Linked DNA regions of Sus scrofa: all the other regions are linked to region 2. The links are chromatin contacts, called in public HiChIP or PLAC-seq and promoter capture Hi-C maps. All regions are on one chromosome and are shown on one strand. The core of a region is the stretch at or near the end of the contact, and the rest is flanking DNA. Distances in the headings are between cores, read along the strand shown.

Region 1 (2,700 bases), core at 8-2,507, 120 kb after region 2:
CCCCCAAACTCATGGGAGAATTCCTTCCTCCTTTCACTGCTTGCAGCTGGGCCCAGGGCCAGGCAGCGGCCATTTACCTCCATTTTACAGATTAGTAAACTGAGGCTCAGCTGGGGGAAAGGACTGGCCCAAGATCCTGCATTGTAGACGGGGGTTGGTTTTTAGAAGGTGTCTGCTGCGGTTTCGTGAGCGGGGATCCCTCGTCCCACGAGATGTCCCAAGGCTTTTACTAGAACAGGAGCCCTGGAGTGGGCAGGCAGGGACTTTGGGGGCACACCGTTGCCCGCGGCCCGCGGTCCTCACCGTTGAGCTCCACGTGCTCCTCCTCCTCCTCGCTGGTCAGCGCCTTCTGTAGCAGCTCAGCTGTGCAGATGAGCAGATCATGGCTCCGGGCCAGGTGGCCAAAGCCGGCTCGTGGCCCCATGTCCCCGCTCAGGGTGGTAATGGCCCAGCGTCTGTCCAGCATGCGGCTGAACTCCTCACAATGCTGGGTCACCAGGTGTACCTGGGGGTGGAGAATGAGATGGGGAGAGGAAGCTGGAGCAGGGCCAGGGGCAGGGAAGGCAGGGTGACCCCCAGGACATGGCTCTGGGCTGGAATGGGTGAAAAGACATGTGAGCTTGGAGACGGCCACAGCTGCTCTGGAGTTCTGGAAGATCCTGAGAGGCGCCTGAGGAGTTGAGACCCTGCTGGGGGGCGGGCAGGCCACTTACCCTGTTGACCAGCACAACCACCTTGGCTCCATCCACAGTCTCCAGATGCCTCTTGGCCACATAAGCAGCCGCCCTGGTCTTGCCAGCGCCCGTGGGCAGCCATATGATGATATTCCTGCCCTCCAGAGCGGGCATGATCACCTCCCACTGGTAGGGTCGCAGCTCCATTCTAGGAATGGCAGGGAGCTCAAGACCCCTGGACCCCTCCCAGCCCAGCCTCCCCTCAGCGCCTCTCCCCACTCCCTTTGCCCGGACTCCACCCCCGCCTGAGGGAGGAGAGGGCAGGGCCACGGAGGGACCTACCAGGAACCTTATCTGGGTAGGAGGGGAGGCAGAGGACTAAGGACCACACCTGCTCCCTCAGCGTCTCACTGGCCGCTCTGCGCTCTGCGGGCTTAGCCCAGATGCCGCTGGGCTTGCTGAGAAGGAAATGGAAACTGAAACTGAAGGGAGGAGCTAGCCCAGCAGAGATCAAACTAAGACTCTCCCTTCCCTGCCCCTCCGAAAAAAACTACGAGCTTCAGAAGCAGGGCAGACAGAAAGGCTGCTGCCAGCAAGATACCCTTTCTTCCCTCCCGGGTCCTGTTGGCCCCACCCCCTGGAGAGGGGTCTTCACCGCCCGGCCCCGCCCCGCCCCCGTGAGGGCCGCGGCTGTAACCGATCCCACCCACGTGACGATGCCTGGCCCAGCAGAAGCAAGCAGGGAGACGTGGGGGGCTACGGGCAGGTAGCCATCAGCCCAGGGGTGCGGGGACAGGCGTGAGCCATGCTGGCAGAACGGGCCCTGCCTGCTGAGGCTGGGGATTCCACTGATAAATAATCACACAGAGAAAAAAAAAAAAAGAACTTTATTGTTCCCTCCAAGGGATTAATGCCAAGAAATGAATGGTCCCCATGCCCCCACCCCAGGGGAAAAACAGATCAGTGCAGAATGACGCTCGGCCCCTCCAGTCCAGGTTGAACTTCCAACCCCTGAGGGCCCGTCACTCAAGCGAAAACTGGAAATCCTGCCCTTGAGGAAACAGTGACCTGGGCCAGGCCCGGGCTTCTAAGACGCCATAGCTTAGTGGGGAGACCCGGGCTGGGGGCCACCAGCCACTCTAGAGGGGCTGGGCTCCAGACCCAGAAACCCCTCCCCAAGGTCAGACACAAGGAAGGATGGGACAGAGCTGCAGGCGTGCGGTGCCCCAGGGCCCAGAAAGGCTGCAGGATCGCGGGGTGCAGGGCCCCCGCTGGAGTGTCTCACACCGAGGGGGACCTGGGTAGGGCCACCTCAGGCATCAGATCAGAGCCTGAGACGGAGACTTTACGGGTGGAGGCCACGGTCCAGAGTCAGGCTACTTGTCGATGAGCCCGCCCTCCTTGAGCTTGAAGTAGAAGAACTTCTCCAGGGCGCTGGCGCAGCGGCAGTACTCGCTGTCTGGGGGGTTGTACTCGCGGCAGTTGGCGATGACCCGCTGCAGGTCCGCCACGAAGAGCTTCCGCGTCACGTAGTACCGGCTGCGCAGCCTCTCCGTCATGGTCTTCAGGTCTGGGGCAGCAGGGGACAAGGGCGTGCCTTTCAGAGGCCACATGGCCCAGGACGGAAGGAGCCGGGACGATGCGGGGCGGCGCAGCGAAAAGGGGAGGAAGGGGTTGGACTGGAAGGTCCTCACCGATGGGGAAGCGGATGACCTCGTAGTAGTCTGGGGCCTCCGACTTCTTCACGGGCTCCATGAAGGGCCAGGCACTGGGGTGGGACTGCAAGGAGAGCCAAGCTGGGCCCGGGCCCACGGCGCCCACAACCAGCTGGTGACTGCCCCGCCCCCATCGCAAAGCCAGATATTGGCACAGGGACCCCCAAAAGGGGGTCTGCCCACCTTGATCTGAGCCAGCAGGTTTTTGAGGGTCGTGTAGAGCTGGTCCGGGTCCTTCAGCTCTTTCCTGGGGCGAGAGAGAGGCGAGAGGCGGAGTCTGAGGCTCCTGGTCCCTCCGCCCCCACTCCCTG
Region 2 (2,857 bases), core at 193-2,692:
GAGTTCCTGTTGTGGCTCAGCGGAAGTGAATCTGACTAGTATCCATGAGGACGCAGGTTCAATCCCTGGCCTCTCTCAATGGGTTAAGGATCCAGCATTGGTGTGAGCTGTGGTGTAGATCCCAGACATGGCTCGGATCTGGTGTTGCTACAGCTCCAATTTGACCCCTAGCCTGGGACCCTCCATACGCCACAGATTTGGACCTAAAAAAGCCAAAAAAAAAAAAAAAAAAAAAAAAAGGAAGAAGAAGGAACAGTTTCAGGAGAATGAAGAAATGGGTGAGCTCTAAGGAACTCAAAACCCTTAAGGAGGGGAGGACAGAGAAAGGCCTGGGAGTAGAGGTACATCTGCCCAGCTGCTGGCCATTGGTTCATCTTGCTGAGTACCTACTGTGTGCAGAGGACTGTGGGAGGCTTTCTGGAAGAAATAAGGATGAGACCTCTCATCCATCACATAGTGAAGGCAGCCTACTTGTAAACCCCTAAGCCTGGACAGCCGAATGAAATGCACGCTGGTGCTGGTGGGACGCTGGGCTCTAGGACCCAGAGGGAGAAGGAAGGTGTCTGCCCCAGGACTGTGGGAGTAGGAGCTGCAGCTGATCCCGCCTCCCGCCACCATATAGTCAAGTAAACCGTTGTCTGCAAGGCTGTTTTCTCACACCTGAGGTTTATATGGGTACTTAGCACAGCACCTGGTACACAGGAAGCTCTTGAAAACCCACCTCAGCTTTCAGTGGTTTCACAGAGGGGGTGGCTGAGCAGCTGCCTCAGAGGGTGAGTTAGGATTTCACGTTATTCATCTATCCCTTTGGCCATTGCCATCCTAATCCCATCTCCACAATTCCTGAAGTGTTGGGGTTGGTGGGGGCAGAGGCTGACTTTAGGCTGAGGCTAGGGGGAGGCAAATGAGTCATTTCGAATGCAACTTTTAAGTAATGTAGGGTCCAAAAAAACTCACTGAGAAAAGAGAAACTATTTTAATGCAATATGGTTAAAAAAAAAAAAAAAAAGCAAAAACTGGAGTTTCCTAGTGGCTCAGCAGGTTAAGGGCCAGGCATCGCCACTGCTGTAGCGAGGGTTATAGCCCTCGACTGGGAACTTCTGCGTGCTGAAAAAAATTCATGCAAAAAGTGATGATGAGTACGATATCAAAACTTAAAGACAGGATTCAGCCTTGCACTTGGAAGACCCTGCCTTCCTCGCCTCGACCCAATTTCCGTGCGGGACCGAGGAGGGTGACTGTCTCCTTCAAGGTGTTTGTCCGTAACTCCTACAAGAAAAACAGGCCACACCAGCCGTCCGCCTCCACCTTGGTCCCCGGCCGCCGCGCAGCTGCTTGACTGAGGCACAGGGGCACCACAGCCCGAGCGCACGGGAGCGGGGTCCTTTCCACCCCCTGCCGAATCAGTTTCGAGTTTCGATTCGCCGCGCCTGCGCAGAGGGGGCCGGAGCCGGAGCCGGCCCACCCCCGTCCCGCCCGCGGGCGCTCCGCCCCCGGGCTATGTAAGGCGGCCGAGCGTGGCCACGCGCCACCGCTAGACTCCGTGTCCCTCCGCGCGGGCGGGCGGCCCCGGAGAGCCAGTGCTGCGAAGGCGGCGACCGCGGCGCCTCCTCCTCATCATGGTGAGCGGGCGCGGGAAGGGCCGGGAGGGGAGCGAGCGGACCGGGCCAGGATAGCACCTTAGTGGAGAAGGGGAGCGCTGGGCGACTGGGGGAGGAAGTGGCATGCAAATGAGGAGCGTGGTTCCGGAGTGGAGTTGGGGTTTTCTCGGCAGTCCGGTGCAGCCCGGAGGTAGCTGCGACGCGGGGAGAGTCGGGGAGTGGGGACAGCGCTGGAAGAGGAAGGGAATCGGGCAGCAGCCCCGGGGCAGACGCGGGAGGCCGGTGGGCTCAGGTAACACGCTGGGCCCACGCTGGGTGGGCCTGCGGCGCGCTCCCCTGCTCGGGGCCTCATCGGAGATAAACGTACGCCAGCTGAGCTCGCAGGGGACTGGCGGGAGGTGGGGCCTCCCGATTGAGAGGAGAAGGCGGCTTACAGTAAAAACTATCACCTGTGGCTTTTTGCTGGCAGGAAAACAAGCGGCTCAGAGAGGTGCTGCTGACACACAGCAAGGGGTGGGCAGAGCTAGACCCTGGACACAGGTGTCCAGTACCGCCCAGTCCTGGGGCAGGCACAAAGACCAAGACTTTGGTGGGGGGGAACCAGGGCAGAGGAGGAGGTGGCAGGGGTGCTGAATGAAGCCCTTTGTCCAGTGCTCTCCTGCCCTGCCCCCCACCAGCCTTTCTGTGGGACCATTGTCCCCCCCCATCCCAGACAAGAGAGTATTATTTGTTGCTGGCATTGTTGGGGGAAGGGAGGCGGGCTTGGGGTCACCCTTCTCCACCCCCACCCTCCTCTGTGCACTCAGAGCCAGGGCAGCTGTGGCTTTGCCCAGACGTAGAGCCCCCCACCACCTCCAAAGAGGTCATCCTTAGTAGGTGCCAGGAATATAAAGTTAGGGTCCGCTCCCAAGAGCGCAGGCTTCAGGCCCTCCCCTGCATGCACTTCCAGCAGTTTTCCTTTGGAAGTGGTGGCAGCGAGTGATCTTCGAGTAGGAGTTTCAGACCCAGACAAGTGCTCCTCTCCAAGCTGCACAACCCGAAGCCATCAGGTTGCAAAGACCTAGGAGAATAGGACCAGCACCCCACGTTTTGGGACGGTGCCCGCAGCACCCCGGGGGTGCCTGTCAATCAGGGCTGCGCCCAGGAGCAGGGCCCCCCCAGTTAGAACGAGGCCAGAGGCAAGGGGGCAAGGCTGGCGGTGACCTGGCTGACTCCTGTCTTCCCTTCTTCACACAGAATAGAGGCTTCTCCCGAAA
Region 3 (2,823 bases), core at 237-2,736, 88 kb after region 2:
TAATGACTGTGAATAACGCAGAAGGGGCCGGGCTGGCAAGTGTACTCTTTGCACGCCCTCCAGAGATCATGGATCTCTCACCCCTTCCATTCTGTTCTATCTCAGAGGCCGCCAAGGGGGGTTCATTTTTGGAGTCTAAATAACTTAAACCAAGAAGGTAGGTGGAGCCCCCTGTCCGCAGGGAATGGTCCCCTCCTTAGCATGAGAATCTCTTAGTCTCCGCTCAGTGGTCCCCAGCCTCCCCTCCCCTACCGCCTGGGAGCTGGAAGTCCTTCTGGCCATCAGGCTTGTTGTCCCTCTGCCCAACCTCGGTTTCCGGTTCAGTTGCAGGTCCAGTCTCCCACCTTCTCCTAACGCAAGGCGGGGCAGGGGCCTGCCACTGCTGCCACCAGCTCTACAGAGCACCTACACCCCGCCCGCGCGGGCCCCCTCGGGCGCTCAGCCCCAGCGGCGTGTTGGTCCGGGATGGGGGAGCCAGGAGTGCGGTCCCGTGGCCGGCTCCCGCGCCTACCTGAAGGGCGCTCCCGACCGGAGCCGGGCCGCATCCAGCCGCTCGCGGCCACCCGGGGTGATCCGGATTCTCAGCTCCTGGAGGTGCGCGGCGGGTGAGTCCCGGGCCCGCGTGTCCCGGGGCAGCCGCCGCGACTCCGGAGCCCGCCCCTGGGCGGCCCGCGGGGAGCAGGTGCCAGGAGCCGCGCCGCCCAGAGCCGAGTGCAGGCGAGCGGGCTGGGACGGCGGCTGTGCGATGGGGCTCCCCAGGGAAGGAGGTGAGGGGAGACCCGGGGGCTCGCCTAGCGGCAGGGCTGGGCCCATCAATGAGTATCCTCCCTTGTCCTGACCGGCCAGTCCTGCGTGCCCATCGAATTTCGGGGGGGTCTCAGAGCTTGAGGGCGGGGACCCCAAGTGGCCACCTCCTATAGGCCCGCCCTGACCCTTCTCTATCCATTCGTAAGCCAGCCGGTGTTTTCAGCCGAAGCTCAAAGGGAGGAAGGAGGAAACTGAGGAGTCCCTGTCGTGGCTCAGTGGTTAATGAATTCGACTAGGAACCATGAGGTTGTGGCTTTGATCCCTGACCTCGCTCAGTGGGTTAAGGATCCAGCATTGCTGTGAGCTGTGGTGTAGATCACAGAGGCAGCTTAGATCCCACTTGCTGTGGCTTTGGCTTCGGCCGGTGGCTACAGACCCAATTAGACCCATACCCTGGGAACCTCCATATGCTGCAGGTGAGGGCATAGAAAAAGATTGAAAAAAAAAAAAGAAGGAAACTGACGTTCACAAAGCATCTACTGGGTGCTAGGAGGGATCCCGTTCAATCCTCATTAACAGCCCAGACTGGTTTGCTCCCCATTTTACAGACCAGGAAATGAAAGATTGGACACATTAAGAAACTGGCCCAAAGTCAATCAGGAAGTGAGCACCAGATGGGAAACTCCAGGTTGTCCCAAGGTCAGGGGATGAAGCCAGGCCAGTGGGCCTGCTGGGGCAACAGCACTGGTGTGTGTGGCTGTGGGTCATTTCTGATTCTTCCCAGGAAATCAGTGCACCAGGTCTGGTCCCGGACTCACCCGCCACCCACATCTGGGAACCCCCAGGCACAAGACAGGAGCATAAAGCTAATCAGGGAGGGCAGGAGGCAGGGGTCAGTAGCATGATGTCCCAACAGCACCTGCCACCTTCCCATTGCTGGGGAGCCCCAGGGAGGGAGACGGAAATCATGGCTCTTGTATTCCGAGAAGATGCTTCAGTGCTGCTCACCCCACCTCATGCTTCGGGCAGGCTCCGGCTTAAGCAGGCCTTCCAGAAAGCAGGTCCCATCCCACCAGGGGAAGCCCTGGCCATATCTAGGCCTCCTGCTCCTAGCTCTTCTTCTTGGTCCTCACATCCACCAGCTCACTCCTGTCTTGAGGCCTCTGCTGTTCCCTCAGCCTGGAACTCTCCTCTCATGTTCATAAGGCTGTTTCCTTGTTGCTCAGGCCTCAGCTCCAATGTCACCTCCCCAGACCCTGTATCCCAGACCCATTATTCTTTATCCCAGCCCCTGGTTAATTTCCCTCTTAGCTTATCCCCTAAGATGTAATGCTTTTCCCTGGACACTTCCCTGTCTCCCCCATGGGGGCAGGGCCTTTATTTCCCAGGTGGGGGAAGCACCCGCACAAAACTTGGTGCATACCTAATAAATGCTCGATAAAGAATTATTGAATGAATGCATGCATGCATTTACACTGTAAGAGTAAATCCACTTTAAATGGGCAAACTGGAGTTCCCTTGTGGCGGAATGGGTTAAGAATCTGGTGTCACTGCAGTGGCTGGGGTAGCTGCTGTGGCACAGGTTTGACCCCCGGCTCAGGAACTTCCACATGCCACGGGCATGGCCAAAACAAATCCCCCCCAAATGGGTGCATTTTATGGTATATGACTCATAGCTCAATAAAATGGTTCCTCAAAAATCAATCAAGGGGGCAGGGGGGATCTGAGAGTCATGCTACACCCCGTGTACCCTCCCATCCCCCAGCACGCCATTCTCTAACTTGATCTGGTCCCAGCTCTCCCCATCACAGTCCACATCCTGTATCTGTCCTTGGGGGAACTGCACCTGCTCAGGCTGGGAAGGAATCTTAGAGGTCACTCTGTCCCTTGCCCAGTTTGTTCCTGACAAGTTACCCTCTGGCCTCGGCTTGAACATGCTGATGACAGGGCGCTCACGGCTTTGCGAGACAGCCATTCCATTGCTGGACAGCTCTCAAGGATAGAAAGCGCCTCAGCACGGGGACAGCTTTCCCATAATGCCCACGCCTGCATCCCGGATCTGCTCCCCCACAAATA

What was found. Promoter capture Hi-C pulls out the DNA fragments that hold promoters and counts their contacts. HiChIP or PLAC-seq counts read pairs in DNA pulled down with a chosen protein or histone mark.
Region 1: a promoter capture Hi-C map of fetal liver shows a contact between it and region 2, with 3 times the contacts expected there. The contact joins the promoter of DHX58 here to the promoter of CNP in region 2. A contact is called at or near these places in 3 of 5 promoter capture datasets (fetal liver, fetal skeletal muscle and liver), 24 of 47 Hi-C or Micro-C datasets (alveolar macrophages, blood, brain and 14 more) and 2 of 2 datasets of contacts at active chromatin or transcription factors (alveolar macrophages and skeletal muscle).
Region 3: a contact with region 2 is called in an H3K27ac HiChIP or PLAC-seq map of alveolar macrophages. The contact joins the enhancer-like site here to the promoter of CNP in region 2. A contact is called at or near these places in 1 of 5 promoter capture datasets (fetal liver), 3 of 47 Hi-C or Micro-C datasets (alveolar macrophages, embryonic fibroblasts and heart right ventricle) and 2 of 2 datasets of contacts at active chromatin or transcription factors (alveolar macrophages and skeletal muscle).

What each region holds. Positions count from the first base shown.
Region 1 is chr12:20,646,310-20,649,009 of Sscrofa11.1, reverse strand. DHX58 (DExH-box helicase 58) reads right to left here and starts at 1,257. Exons shown (of 13, transcript NM_001199132.1): 1 at 1,017-1,257; 2 at 714-882; 3 at 304-505. The coding sequence starts at 881. KAT2A (histone acetyltransferase KAT2A) reads right to left here. Exons shown (of 18, transcript XM_013980960.2): 16 at 2,573-2,636; 17 at 2,369-2,453; 18 at 1,546-2,244. The coding sequence ends at 2,051.
Region 2 is chr12:20,764,240-20,767,096 of Sscrofa11.1, reverse strand. It overlaps CNP (2',3'-cyclic-nucleotide 3'-phosphodiesterase), which reads left to right and starts at 1,442. Exons shown (of 4, transcript XM_003131420.5): 1 at 1,442-1,622; 2 at 2,838-2,857. The coding sequence starts at 1,620. TTC25 (tetratricopeptide repeat protein 25) reads left to right here. Exons shown (of 12, transcript XM_021066990.1): 12 at 1-1,009.
Region 3 is chr12:20,675,939-20,678,761 of Sscrofa11.1, reverse strand. No RefSeq gene overlaps it. Among named protein-coding and RNA genes, the nearest start is that of ZNF385C, 12 kb to the left of the region's middle. Within about 2 kb of position 1,486, at least 5 of the 83 cell types and tissues checked have an H3K27ac peak or open chromatin away from gene starts, as enhancers often do. A contact at or near this core is called in alveolar macrophages and skeletal muscle, where this site is marked.